Linked DNA regions of Mus musculus: region 1 is linked to region 2. A link is a contact called in public promoter capture Hi-C data. All regions are on one chromosome and are shown on one strand. The core of a region is the stretch at or near the end of the contact, and the rest is flanking DNA. Distances in the headings are between cores, read along the strand shown.

Region 1 (7,464 bases), core at 3,658-6,157, 400 kb after region 2:
GAGATATAAATGGAAATACACTGCACAGGGCTGGAGAGATGGATCAGGGGTCAAGAGAATTTGTTCTTGCAGAGGACCGGGGTTCTAGTCTGAGCACTCACATGGCGGGGTATATGTGTAACTCCAGTTCCAGGGGATCTGATGGCCTCTTGGGCACTACATGCGTATGGGCCACGGAGATATAAGCAGGTCAAACACCCACACACAGAATAAAATACATTAAAAAAAAAAATAAATGGATATACACCGGCGAAACCTAAAAGACACCGTTTTAACCAAGTGATGTAAGATACCACACTAACACCTGGTGGTGTTTCCTAATGTGTCCAGAGAAGGGCACACCAGCTCTGTCATAGTCCTGGCAGGGCACAAATACAACAGTCAGGAAAAGTTCAGAAAGAACTGCTCAAAGGCTCACTCTACAATGCAACTAACTTCTTCCAAAGTGCCAGGAACATAAGACTAGGGAAGATGAAAGGAACTTTTCATCTGGAGAAGAGAGACGGGACAGCTCCATGCAAACGGCGCTCTGGGCTGGATCCTGGGCCTGTGAGGCCAATTCCTTGGATATTTGGATATTCAATTCCATCTCCTGGGGCTTTGTGGGACGGATGATCACGGTGGGTCACTGTTCATTTCCTAACTTTGATGGCTGCAGTTAGGGTTATGCAGTTGTTGGGCACTGCCTAAAAAATGTACATCAGGTTACCGGTTCCCAGGACACCCCACAATTATCCTTCAGTGGTTCAGAAGAGAAAGCCTGGGTAAAGAACGTGTGGGAGCTCGGGGTGACATACCTGTATCGTAGACACATTTCCAGGATATGTGTGTAGGAGTTCTTGATCTCCTAGGTTCCACAGGGTTTCTATTGGCTCCTTTCCCCAGGGGAAGCTGTAGTAAAGTTTGCTTCCCTTGCGTCCCAATTCATCCTGACAATCAGCGCTGCTGAAGTTAGAGGGACTCATAGCAAACTGCAAAACAAAGCGCCCCATTGATTTAGTGAAATGCTAATTTATCTATTTATTTTTCCTTGAGAAGGTCCTGGAGCTTCTAGCTGGCCAAAGATCTACCTGCTTCTGCTCTTTGAATGCTGGGATTCACTGACTTCTAATTCCACAGGTCTCTCTGAGAATTAAGGTTGCCTGAGACTTTTATCCAGCAACAGGTTGAAAGTAAGTCTCAAACATAAAGGCTCAGGTACAGTAACAGCACTCAGCACATCTGTACCAGGAGAACACTGATATCCACTGGTATGTGTCGGATCTGCTATTACAAGTTACGTCTAGCATCCTGAGAGTGTAGCTCAGCAGAGTGAATGCCCAGCACACGCAAGGCTTTCCAGTTTATATCCAGGACCGCAATAAACTGCAAACAAACGAACTGGAGGGGCTGGAGATTCACACCTTTAATCCCGTCTAAACTAAGAGGATTGCCATGAGCTGTAGGTCCGACTGAGCTGAAAGTGAATTCCAGGTCAGCTTGGGTTAGAAGGACGCTTTGTCACAAAAAGCCAAAATTCGGGCCACTGAGATGGTTCAGTAAGCATGCCTGCCACTCAGACCTGAATGTCTGAGTTGGATCCCTAGAACCCACAGAGTGCAAATAGTATTAACTCCGATCTCTACACATCTGCCATGGCATTCAGGATGGGCTCGTCCCTATCCCCCCCAAATGCAGTAAGTAATGTTTTTTTTTTTTTTTTTAAAGATTTATTTTGCCAGGTGGTCGTGGTACACACTTTAATCTCAGCACTGGAGAGGCAGGCAGATCTCTGTAAATTCAAAGACTGCTCTACAAAGTGACTTCAAGGACAACCAGGCCTAGAGAAAACCTGGAGTGGTGCGTGTGTGTCATTTTATTTACATTTACCTGTCTGTGTGCTATATGTTTACAGAAGCCTTCAGAGGCCAGAAGAAGGAGTCAGATCCCTTAGAGGTGGAGTTACAGGCAGTGATAAGCTGCCTAACTTGGGTGCTGGGAACCAAATTCTTCCTCTAGAATACCACTGAACCATCTCTCCAGCTACACAATAATTTTCTTTGGAAGAAACTAAAACTGGCCTGGCAGTGGTGGCACGCTGCCTTTAATCCCAGCACTTGGGAGGCAGAGGCACGTGGATCTCTGCGTTCAAGGCCAGCCTGGTCTATAGAGTGAGTTCCAGGACAGCCAGGGCTACACAGAGAAACCCTGTCTGGGGGGGGTGGGGGGGGGGGAGAAAAAACTAAAACTAAAACACGAAACCCAAAGGTAAATCAAGTTCTATTCATAAGCCCGATGAGGTGGAGTATGTCTGTAAGTAAGCTCGGTGCTCAGGAGGCTTAGACATAGGAATCCCCAAACTGGGGGTGATAGCTCTCTTCATAATCCCTGAGCTCAGACAAGCAGCAAGTTCAAGGTCATTCTAGGCTACATATGGAGCTTGAGATGTGGCAGGGTTATACAAGGCCCTGTTTCAAATACTAAAACCAAAATATGAGTTCAATTATTAACTACTGAAATTATTACTGGAGTACCTTTCTCCACCACAGAAGCCGATGACGCAACCAGAAATCAAGCCACTGGCTCGAAGTCCTTGTGGGAGTAAACCATACCAAGGAAGCTTCCGTCTTTTCACCAACTCTTTATTTAAAAACAAACAAACAAAAAAAGGAGAAAAAAAAATATTCATTCATTAAAATTCCATATCATTGTAAAAACAAACAAACAAACAAACAAACAAAACAGAATGTTAATGAATCACAAAGTGAAATAGTGAAATACTTGAGTATTTAAGTAGCAAACCAGGTTATCTGTCACAGTTTGTACCTTGTAACACTGCTGGGTGTCTGATTGCTGTTCGAAACAGGATGGAAACAGACTCCAATCTGAGCAAGACCGAAAGGTAGCTTTCTGTTTACCAGATCCAGGCAATTAACATAGTGCTCCAAGGCACCTGCCAAGAAACAAACCGATCATATAAATCTATTTCACTTAGGGAAACCAGCAGTGAACTCTGAGCCCAGCACTTGGTATCCTGGTACTCAGGGGTGGAGGCAAGAGGACTCTGACACTTTGAAGCAAGCCTGGGCTACAGACTGATTTCAAGGTAAACTTGAGATAAAGAAATCAGGTTCTCAAAAGAAGAAACAAAAGAACAGTCCAGTATCTTCAGAGAGAGAAAGAAAAAAACCAAGTGTGGGGCAGAGGCCAGCCTGGCCTACAAAGTGAGTTCCAGGACAGTCAGGGCTACAAAGAGAAACCCTGTCTCGAAAAACCAAAAAAAAAATCCTTAAACCTGGAAAGACATCTCAGCTGGTAGAAGCAGCTGCTGCTAAGCCTGAAGTCTTGAGTTCTATCCCCAGGACCCACACGATAGGAGGAGAGAACTGACTTCCATGTTATCCACACTGAACTCAAAATCTCATTTTCAGTCTGCAACTTTGATCTAAAAGACTGAGAGGTAAAAAACAGCTGATGTTTGGGGGACATGGTGAGACTGTTTAATCAATCAATACCAAGAATACAGGATAAAATATACTACAATCTAATTGCATTTATCACCGGCTTGCTTTATTTTGCTTTAAAAATTTAAGGTTACAGTATATACTAATTTTCACAAGCTTGGATTTGTAAGGTGTTGTTAGCTACTCCATACTGCTAAACGGCAGAGGCAGCATTTCCGAATTTGTTATATTTGACTTTAAAGATGTGTATCTCATCTTCTAGCTGACAAGCTAAAAAATTACCTGGCAAAAAACCCCACAAAAAAAAAAAAAACAAAACAAAGCAACAAACCAAAAACAAACAAACAAACAAAAAACACCAAGAAAAACCTGAGTTGCCAGGCAGTGGTGGCGCACGCCTTTAATCCTAGCACTTGGGAGGCAGAGGCAGGCAGATTTCCGAGTTCGAGGCCAGCCTGGTCTATAGAGTGAGTTCCAGGACAGCCAGGGCTACACAGGGAAACTCTGTCTCAAAAAAAAAAAAAAAAAAAAAAAAAAAAAGAAAAACCTGAGTTGATAATTGTATTTAAAACTGGAACAGAGGAAGTCTTTGAAAATGCCTTGGTATCAATGAAAGCATGTGACTGATTTATATAAGGTCCTACCTCTATAGTTTTAGGTTTGCTCGTCAAACTGAATGCTTTACAAATTTCTTCAGGAATGATGCCTCGGACCTTTGCCTCAAGGTGGATCACTCTGATGTTATTAAAAAAAAAAAAAAAAAAAAAAAAAGGAACCTGGTCACTTCTTTGCCTGGAAGCCTAGGGCCGTTGCTGTCTCCAAACTCGTGCAAGACTGCTTTTCCACCCCAAATCTGTTCAGAAGCACGAAACGCGAAGAGCCATACCGTGAAGAAGAGTCGCCCGTAGTTTCCCAGAAGTTTTTAATAAGTTCTCAAGAAATGCCACTAGCTGTTCCTTACTCGGCTCTCTGTCTTGCAAGATTTCGCGTATACTTTCTGGAGAGACTAACCTGAAGGCACTGTCCCTCGGCTGCGAAGAGCCCGGCTCCTGGTGGAGGGAGTCCACCGCGAAGACCTGCTCCCTGAACACCACCATAGAGGACCACCACTGTGAGGCTAGGTTCTTTCGTAACTCTACACCCAAAGGTCCAAAGCGCGCGTGGCACCCGCTCAGCAGAGCAGCCGTGCTGAGCTGCTGCGGCGTCCCGCTGAAAAAGTGCCTCCTCCGGCAGAGGTCTACCAGCGCCTCGCGGGCCACCGCATGCTCGGGGGCGTCAGGCTGCTGCGTCCCATCTGCGGGACCCGCGTACCCGGACAGCCAGCACCTGCAGGCCCTGCGGCAGGCCCTGGCGCCGCCACCGCAGCGCATCGCTTCAGGAGTCGGAACACCAGCACCTCCCGTGCAGAGCCGCAGTTTCAAACCTACACCAGCACCAGGGCCTGGGGTGCAGGCACAGCGGAAATGGACGTGCTGTAGACCACGCCCCCGGAAGAGCGTCACCCGCTGCTGAGCAGCAGCCGCCTTGGGCGTATCCCGGCCTCCGCGGCTGACGCCAGCGTCTGATTGTTTACTACCTTTGGGATTTTCCGTTTGGTAACTCCACCTGCCTCACATTCACTTGTTTAGCTTTTACCACAATCCTGTTACTATAGAGTTAGCATCAGGTTTTCCGAGCTGCCAAACAAAACGAAAAAAACCCCTTCCAAAATGTTGTCCTGGACGGTACTGATGTGAGGCTTAGCGTTCAGTCTCCAAGGGAATGTGTTGTGCACTTTTAGTTTATACTAATGCTGGCAAACATTATCACCAATGGCCACTCCACTCTCTCCCGGGTGTGGCTGGACAGACAGGGTGACCAGGTCTTAAAAAGGGCTTCGGGAATTTATTAACCACCTCCTTAAAAAGAATTTTTTTTTTTTTTTTTAAAGATTTGTGAGTTGCTGTCTTCAGACACACCAGAAGAGGCCATCACTACAGGTGGTTGTGAGGCACCGTATGGTTGCTGGAAGAGCAGTGCTCTTAACCTCTGTACTTCCCTTCTCGTAGAAATCAGTTAATACCTGACTAGGACAAAGGGGTGTTTTTGATACTGGAGTTTGATTATAAGGTGCAGGACTGTTGTGGTAGCTCACTCCTATGTTAACATATGCATAAGGGACAATCTCTGACTTCAAGGCCAGCTTGGCCTATGTATCAAATTCCAGGATAGCTGGAATGGGGAAGGCGGGGGTGCAAAAACCCAGGTAAGAGGCCTCTACGCGAATAAATAAATGAAGAGAATGGGGAGAAAAATCACATTTATTAGTTAAGACAACCACAGGCTGGACACAACACACATGCTAAAAAGTGGACTGTCTTTTAAAACTTCAAAGGTAATTTTTTCCAAGCCCCACAATCATTTCCATAATTATTTACAAAATAAAAGGTCCACATTAAGACATTGAACAGTAAAATATGTAATAAATGCTCCAATCTACACCTATACTTAAAAATCATGAATCTGACTAGCCATGCCATTGAAAACCACTCAGTACTAGAGGATGAACCAGTTTTCAATGTTATCAGCCCTGGAAAACACGCCCAGCTCCCACCCCCAGCACATTCTATTTTGTTTTAACATTTTATAAATAAGGCATTAACAATAAGCCCATTTTAAAAACAAAAAGTTAAATAACTTCCTTTAAGACTTTTGTCCTGGGCAAAAAACACACCAATTTTTTGGGAAGACATTTAGACCTACTTATAGCCATTCTGAAACAAAGCTGTTTGCTGGTGATCCTACTTAAATCTAAAGCTTTCCCCCCAATCCTTCTAGCTGTTAAGCCCATAGTGAACCTAACCCGAAAACTTTACTGTGCTTTTGGTTATGTCGTCTTCCTTGTGACTAGCCTACAAGACCCCTAAAATCCCCTGAAATAATGTGGAGACATTCCTGACTTCCAGGTGTGGCTATAAGCACTCTGGCAAGTCCTCGAGGACTAGGAACCTACAAGGTAATCCTGCACTAAAGACACAGTGCACACAGCTCTTGGGCTAACAGTCTTTCAGCTTCGCACATTTCGGCAGTTGACAACAAAACCAAGAGATGGAATAAAATTTTGATAAAGCAAAAATGTCATTACTTAAAACTGTTTTGCAAAAGAAATCAACATGTATTTATATAGTTACTGTCCTGTAGTTCACTCTTAAGGAAAATAGGCTATTAAATGACTTACTTCCCTGATACTGAAAAATGACAAAGCTTTTATCCAATAAATCTGGAATTATAAAATCCATTGTCTCTAACTTCTTCCCATACAAACAGATCATCCTAAGGGCCTTCTGAGTTCCTCTCCTAAATCCAGGAATGGGAAGTAGTCAACTTTCCTTGTGTAAAAATAAACACCAAAACAAAAATCCCCCCCAAAAACACTATCTAAGCCAAGTTGTACATGACATTATATATGTAAAATAAAGTACAATTTCACTTAATTCAGTCTTCAAATATCTTTTATTGGAAGGCCATGCATTGCCTTCATTTATTGTATTTGAAATCACTGTACAGTTACTTTTGTGAAAACACTGCCTGCATTTTCTAGTACAAAAAAAACCTAAAAATTGTTTCAGGAATGTAGAGAAATATCCAACTTAAATAGCGAAAAAAGTGCACCATAATTACTGCTGCACTGCAGTCATTTCTGCATTTCCCATGTTTCTTAAATAACTATCTTGTCTGATAACACACAATATAAAGAGCAATTATGAAAAACAGACATTTACATATACTTCTAAAGTCTTATTGAGAATACCCTGTTGGCATGGGATAGCCAATCATAGGCGCAGCAGCTGCGGTAGCAGGATATGCATATGCCTGTTGGTTCATACCATTGTGCATATTTGCAACATTACTTCCATATTGCTGAGTGCTATCATAACCGTTCTGGTAAGTCCCTGTTGGATTACCAGTCCTAAAACTGGTCTGTATGCCAGCAGATACAAAATTACTTCCAAAGCTCCCATTGGTGTAATTTGCAGCACTG
Region 2 (7,337 bases), core at 4,618-7,117:
TGCCATGAAGATAGATGTACACCAGGCCTTGTCACCTTCTGCACAGTGATGCCAAACCCTGGAGCAACTCTGCACCCATGCTGGCCCTTCTTACCCACTCTGCGCCCCCAACCCCAAGCCCTCATCAGGCTCTCTACTGCCATTTTGTGCTGGCTGTTCTGGAGTAAAGGCTCCTTTAAGCCCAACCATGACCCAGAAGCCACGCAAAACCAATTGATCCTCTGTTTCCCTATAAGGCCCTGATACCAGAGCCCAGCTGGTCTCAGCCCCTCTCTCTGGGATGATGAAGGCTGTGTGTCTTCACCCCTAGGCCTGAAATAGGGGAAGAGAGAAAAGGATAGCTCACATCTCCAAACTCCTTAAGACTCCCAGAGGGCAGCATGGATGGAGAGGGGCCCAGCTCAGGAGGCCCCTGCAGCGGATTCAGCTCCCTTGAGCCTCCTCTTAGTGTTGGCAGAAAGGAGAGTCAGGGCCGTGTCCTGATTCAACCAGGAGCAGCATGAGGTCCCCAGGGTCGGGTGTGAACAGAATGTCCTTCACCTCATGGGACCTTAAGAGGAAATACTTTGCTCCTAAACGGTGTGGGTAGATGTCTGGGGATGCAGAGGCTCCAAAAAGCCCTGGGAAAGAGCAAGGGGTGGGAAGAGCTGAAGAGACACTGGTTGTAAACGGGAAGCACTTAGTACCTTCCCTGGCATAGGTGTTGATTGTTATCCCCAGAGCAGTCATGGCGGGCACAGGGTGAAATCCAGATATTTGTATTGAGGCTAAAAAGGAGAGGAAATGTCCCCCGCATCTGCTGCTGCCGCCACAGTCCTTCAGCCAGTGCCGAACCACACCTTGAAGGTGCCATGTTGAGTTCTGGTAACCACCAGGGGCCTGGCAACGTGGGCTCACACGGGACGTGCCCGAAAGGCTCGGGGCAGCCTCCTCCAGGCAGCTAGCACCCCGTAGGTGCCTGTCCGTCTTCTGTGCCAGTGCTGGCCAAAGATAAAGCATAGCAGGACAGATGTCACAAATAAGAACAGCAGTATTGACACCACCACGATGATGATGACCATTTGGTTGTCCTGCATCGGCTCTGGGGAGGCAAAAGGCAGTGGTCTCAGAGATGGTCAGATGCTAGGGCCCCGGGAGTCTGCTCATCACTCCATGACCTCTCATACATTCCACAGTCATCCCGGTAGCAGCGAGTGTCTGCCTCCAGAGTGACATCTAAGAAGAAGGTGGCCTATGTTCTAAGCCATCAGGCAGCGCAGACACCCTTCTCTTCCAGCAGCCCCTGATACCAGTGCCATGGCATCCAGATACCATGGCCTGGAGGACGTCATGGTCAGGTTTAGACCATGCCTTTCTCAGGCAGAGCTGAGTGAGCTTCAGGTGAGCTCTCTGACAACAGGCTTTGGCTGTAGAGAATCACAGAACAGCAGTGCTCTGAGGAGCCTGGGGATCAGGCCAGCCAGCCTTCTCATTGTAGAAAGAGAGAGCTCACTGCCACACATGGCTACACAGCTCAGTAATGGCCAAGCCAGCTGGTTGAGCTCTTCTGGCTTCTGGAAAAGTTAGGGTTCAGCGTGGAATTGGAGAGAGCCAGGGAATCAGGGTATAAGAGGGAACCCTCAGAATTATATGCACACATCAGACTACCTAGGAGTGAGGCTCGTGAGTTTTCTTTCCCCACGTTGCCAAGAAGTGCTACCTCTAACCCTCTCAGCCAATAGGGTCTCCTTACCATAGACTTCAAGGATCTGGTACTCCGAGATGCTGCGGATGATATACCCACCATGGGGCCGTAGATCCAGCTCAGCCTGGCAGGAAAAGTTGAGACCGTCCTTTTTCAGAGCTGTGCTGTTGAACGTGGCTGTGGCCTCTTGGGGGACAGTTTCTGCTCCCCCAAAGGTCTGATTCTTCAGGGTCTCTCTGCCACGGAGCAGAGAGAGGGTGAGCCTCTCAAGGGGCTGCACAGGGGACACCGTGCACTCAATGGTGAAGTCTTCACCCACAAACACCCGAGGCGGCTGCAGCTTCAGTGTGACTTGAGCTGGAGGCTCTGCAGGAGACAAAGGAGGAAGGCCAGACAGGATGGAACTGTGTCCCTGCATGTCCTGCCGGGCTAAGGCCCACTCCTCGTATCCCAAATCCCTAGCTAAACTTGAGAAAGAGGAAGTGAGCGTGGCCTGCTCAGTGGAAGAGGGAGGAAGAGGAGGTGTATGGTAGAGGGTGTGCAGGGTGCTAGCTCTGCTCTGCAGACATGGTTTGGAAAATAGAAAAGGGGTCTACAAAGAGAAGATGCGGAAATGGTACAGCCAGGCTGACTGGTGAGATGGCTCAGTGGTTAAGAGCACTGACTGCTCTTCCAGAGGTCCTGAGTTCAATTCCCAGCAACCACATGATGGCTCACAACCATCTGTAATGGGACCTGCTTCCCCCTTCTGAATGTACACAATATAAAATAAGTAAGTCTTTTGAAAGAAAGAAAGAAAGAAAGAAAGAAAGAAAGAAAGAAAGAAAGAAAGAAAGAAAGAAAGAAAGAAAGAAAGAAAGAAAGACAGGGAGGAAGGGAGGAAGGGAGGAAGGGAGGAAGGGAGGAAGGGAGGAAGGGAGGAAGGGAGGAAGGGAGGAAGGGAGGAAGGAAGGGTACAACCAACTAGAAGGATTTAAAAAACTATCTGGGGCCAGGGAGTGGTAGCACACACCTTTAGTCCCAGCACTTGGGAGGCAGAGGCAGGCAGATTTCTGAGTTCAAGGCCAGCCTGATCTACAAAGTAAATTCCAGAACAGCCAGGGCTATACAGAGAAACTCTGTCTCAAAAAACCAAAAGCAAAACCCAAACCAAAATAAAACAAAAACAAAAACAAACAAACAAGCAAACAAGCAAATAGGAAAGTCGGGGCCTGTTTCCATCCTCTCTAGATACTAAACACAAACTTCAAATTAAACAGCTGGGTTTCTGTGCTGTGAACATCTGGAAGGAAGCACGTGGGTTGCTGACTGAGCTTCCTCACGATGCTGGGACAGGAGTCAGGTTTGCCTCGTTTCTCCAGTTAGATTGACCAATATAATTCCAGATCGACTGAATGAGTGCTACGGTGGTACCCCAGTTCCCTTCTAAATTAGAGCACGTCTCCTCCACTCACTCCTACACACCTAGGACCTAGGACATCTATTCTTTGACCCATTGATGTCACTAAGACACTGAGAGAATCCTGGCCTACCCTGGCAGGTGTGTACGCAAGGTTCACACACTTGCCACAGGTCCTTGGAGAGAACAACGAGAATACTGCTGCACAGCACCTCCACTTTCCTCATGAAATGAGGGAGCTACTAGAGAAGGCTAGCTCCCCTGACTGACTCGCTGCTGCTCGTGAGGGAGTGAGTGCCCTGGTGGCTGAACTAGGGTAGGAAGTGACATCAGGGTCTGTGCAAACCTTGGCTGGACTGACCTTCTTGGAGCAAGGGTCACAACCTGCACAGTTTGCTTCTGAGGTACAGGAGGACTCATGGAGTCCAACCAGGGCTGTAAGCAGGTCCTGAGCCCGCAGGTCTGTCCTGCTTGTAGCTCAGGAGCCAAAGGAGATGAATCCCATGATGAGAAGACCCAGGAGAAGTCACTGAGCAGTTAGTGTGTAGTAGTAGTAGTGGTGGTGGTGGTGGTGGTAGTGGTGGTGGTAGTAGCGGTAGTTGCAGCAGTAGCAGTAGTAGTAGACATGGGCACTGTACTGGGGAGTAGAGCCCCCAGCATAGACACTCACGGTACACCCTGATGTTGAGACTCTCCGAGTGCTGCTTTCCCGAACACGTGAAATGGCAAAAGAAGACCGTGTCTTTGGAGACGTTTGAGACTAAGAACTGTTTCCACTTCCCTTGAGGATGCTCTTCCAACATTATTTTATTCGTGGGCGTCTCCAGGCCGCCCATGTCTGGGGCTGCGCAGTTGGTGCTGCAGTTGATTTTCCAAGACTCTGTGGCTTCTACTATCTGCTTCTCGGACCATATGTAGACCTCAAAGGCCTTCTCACCAGACCCTGTAAAACCAAAAGCACTTGGCAGCAGACGTCTCTGATGCCTGTCCTTGGGGCTCTCTATTACCAGTGGCCCAAGGAGACAGGTCACCTTTGGTTGGCCCCTTTCCTCCAGTCCCTTTATCAGTCAGCCCTAGGTCAGTCTTCCTCAAGCCTACTTTCGGCTTCCTTAAGCTCCCGTACAATGTTCCCTCTGTCATGAAGACACCTCTGAGAATGGAGGTAAACTCTGAGCTCACATCACCATCGAAAACTGACAGGATGCCCTCTGGGTGGCGGCAAAGCTCCAGGGAAAGAGAGTAGAGGTAGTGGAGGGACTCCATTTTTAATAACGTAGCTAATAAGAGATGTTGAAGCAAAGACAGAGGGAGGTAGAGAACCTTTCATGCGCTGTGGGAGCACCTTGCAGATAAACGGAGCCGCTGGCTCGCAGACCTGCCATCGGGAGCATGCGTTCATGAAGCAATGGAGAACGGAGATGACCAAACCTTAGCAAGGAAGAGGAATGGTGGAAATAAGACCAGAAAAGCAACAGGCCACCATCAAAAGGACCTGTTGCATAAAGCTCATAATTTATGTTGATGCTCTGTAGACATCGTTGGAGCCAGGACATTTAGGCTGGGCCTGAGTTTCCCATGTTTCTCTTTATGGTGACTACACAGCTCTATGCAGGACAGACATTTGGGATGTACCTGGTGTAAGACAATGGGGCCCTCGGTATTCACCTCCACTCTGTGAGGACCACGATGGTCCTGGATCCTGGCTAGCAGGGTCCCTACACATGGCTTGTCTTTCTCCCTCCCCACTCAGCCATCAGCTAGTGACATTCAATTCAGCGGCAAAGGAGGGGCTTTCCATGTAGATAGTGCTGGACTTGAACTTTCAACGTTGGTTATATATATTCTTTCTGTGAGCCTCAGTTTCTTCACTTGTTAAAAGGGATCATGTGCCCTCCCCTGGGTCCTGAGTGCAATTAGGCTTGGAAGCGTTTGGCAGGTTGTCTAAGACATAGGACACTCAGCACGTAGAGGCTGTGTCCTTCCAGGTCTCCTTGACCCACTGAAACAGCTTTCATTTTCATTTTGTTCTGCCAGTGAGCACAGTATCATCGGCTGCCCTCTGCTGTCCACTAGGCCCCTTTGGCATGCTGCCTCATCTCCGCTTAGCCCCTGGCATTCCTTCTGGAGTCTCCCATTTACCCACTGTCCACCACCCCCAACGTCGGTAGCCTGTCACATCAACATTCATTGATGAATGTTTCATCGACATTCCCAGATCTCTGAGTTTGTTCCCTCTAGTATCCAAAAGGCCTTGATCCTAGTCCTTAGCCTGGGGCCATGAGAAACCAAAGCCAGGCTGACACAGTCTTCTTTACCTATGGTGGAGAGGCCTCTGTGGCCAGGATGTCCCCTTCCCCCACCCCGATGCCTGAGGAGTATTAGTACTTCCCACCCTAAGATGCCATGTGCTGAAACCCCTGGGAGCTGGCTTACCTGGGCTGTAGAACAGGATAAGAAGAGACAGGCTCCAGCAAGCAAAAGAAGACATCTCAGGTGGGGTCTGTGGGGTCTGTGGAGTCTATGGGCTTCAGGGGCACAGCTGACGGCTGCCTGGAGGGTTAGGGAGAGATGTCTGCTACAGGTCGGGGAGTGAAGCCTGGCGCTCCCAACTGAAATCCACAATCTCCTCTGTGCCAGTGAGCTCATTTCCTCTAATTATCTGAGATCAGGAAACAATATGCACAGACCAGCTCCCAAGCCTTTAGGGCCTCAAGAATTCATGCAGAGGAAGCCAGGAAGCAGCAGATAAGCAGGGGTGTAACAGGGTTCTCTCACGTTGCATGCTCCCTGTGCGGGGATAGGAAAGCAATGGGAAATCACATGCAGGAAGTGTGTGTGCATGCATGAATGTGTGCAAGCTTGCATGCACTTACGTGTTTTGTGTGTGGGTGGGGGGAGTGTACATGGAATTTCTTTAACTGTACATTGGGCAGAGTGAGGTCTCCAAGATTCAGATCAGGGGAACTCTGAATTCTACCAGGCCTCGGTTGGCGTCATCTCTGGAAAGATGATATCCAAAGTTAGAACGCAGTCACATAGTAATCTCTTGCTAATGCCCTGCGTATATCTGCATGTCTCAATGTCTCATTTAGTTTCCAGCAGAAGCCTAGCCCTAATTCAGCCAACACAGGGCTCAGAGATTGCAAAAGGGCAGCCCACAGTCGTCTCCTGGGGCCCAGGAGGTCAGGAAACAGTGCCTACAACCTATTCCCAAACCCTAGACTCTTTCCTGGCCTTGTCAGTTAGTGCTTTCCTGTGCATCTCCTTACTTCAGGCAGGACCTTGGTCTTCCTAGCCTTCCTTCCGGGCACACTTCACCACAGGCAGAGAACTTTGGATACACGGCCTTCCCAGGAGGCACTGTGTTCACCATATTTAGTCAACCTTACTGTCTTAGTTCTGTCTTAGAACCTGGGGGATAGGCAGGGCAAAAGCAGGCCTCCTTGCTTTCTCGGTAGAATCCCAGAAAGGGCCTATCCAAAGGAAGCCCCAGGGTTTTGAGGGCTCATTATTGGAGCTCAGGAAGCCACCTGCAGGACCAGCTCCCAGTCCATTGTGTCCTCCAGATTTCAAGTAGAGGAAGCCTCAATGGCTCAGCCAGTGACCCTGTGACATCCTGTCCTTCCCACAGTGCTGAGTAGTGGCTGTTGTATATAGCTATCTAGTGCAGATGTTATCAGCCTGGATCAAGGGAAGTCCCCACATGAGGCTGTTGGGCTTTGAGATTCCACCAGAAAGCGAAGACCAGGTAAGGAGAGAAAAGAGGGAGAAGGGAGAAGTGGGGTGGGGTAGAGTGGGGGGAGGGTGGGGGAAGGGTGGGGGGAGGGTGGGAGTATCTGATCACACATTAGGCTGATAGAGTCCTGAGAACAGGGGACTGGAGGGCTTCAAGGGTTTTGGGTGATAAGGTGGGGGTTGGCCTTCTCTGGGTAATAATAATAATAATAATAAATAATAATGTGATAATAATACAGCAACACAAATGGGCAGACAAACAGACACCACTTAGGCAGGGAAGGAGTTGTCTTTTCATTTTTGGAGGGGTGTTGGTGACTGAGTCGCTACGGCTTCATGCATGCTAGACACATGCCAAGAGCTGCATCCCTAGACTCTTGGTGTTTTTCCCACCCCGCTAAGTGGTCCACACTGGCCTAGAGCTCGCTTTGCAGTTCACGTTCAGAGAACTTTGTCATCAGGTGGTGTGAGCACCACAGTGTGTCCACACAAACCTAGACGGTACAGGACACTACCGTC

What was found. Promoter capture Hi-C pulls out the DNA fragments that hold promoters and counts their contacts.
Region 1: a contact with region 2 is called in a promoter capture Hi-C map of hippocampal neurons, with 6 times the contacts expected there. The contact joins the promoter of Polg2 here to the promoter of Icam2 in region 2. A contact is called at or near these places in 17 of 39 promoter capture datasets (the 3T3-L1 cell line, the C10 cell line, the HPC-7 cell line and 9 more), 1 of 484 Hi-C or Micro-C datasets (pre-B cells), 5 of 115 datasets of contacts at active chromatin or transcription factors (the 230-238 cell line, bone marrow-derived macrophages, forebrain and 2 more) and 2 of 9 other capture datasets (adipose tissue and liver).

What each region holds. Positions count from the first base shown.
Region 1 is chr11:106,774,630-106,782,093 of GRCm38.p6, forward strand. Polg2 (polymerase (DNA directed), gamma 2, accessory subunit) reads right to left here and starts at 4,908. Exons shown (of 8, transcript NM_015810.2): 1 at 4,330-4,908; 2 at 2,806-2,932; 3 at 2,514-2,619; 4 at 798-971. The coding sequence starts at 4,813. It overlaps Ddx5 (DEAD box helicase 5), which reads right to left. Exons shown (of 13, transcript NM_007840.3): 13 at 5,727-7,464. The coding sequence ends at 7,221.
Region 2 is chr11:106,376,914-106,384,250 of GRCm38.p6, forward strand. Icam2 (intercellular adhesion molecule 2) reads right to left here and starts at 5,868. Exons shown (of 4, transcript NM_010494.2): 1 at 5,517-5,868; 2 at 3,754-4,026; 3 at 1,733-2,050; 4 at 743-1,081. The coding sequence starts at 5,571. The coding sequence ends at 894. It overlaps Prr29 (proline rich 29), which reads left to right. Exons shown (of 6, transcript NM_029345.1): 6 at 1-201. The coding sequence ends at 8.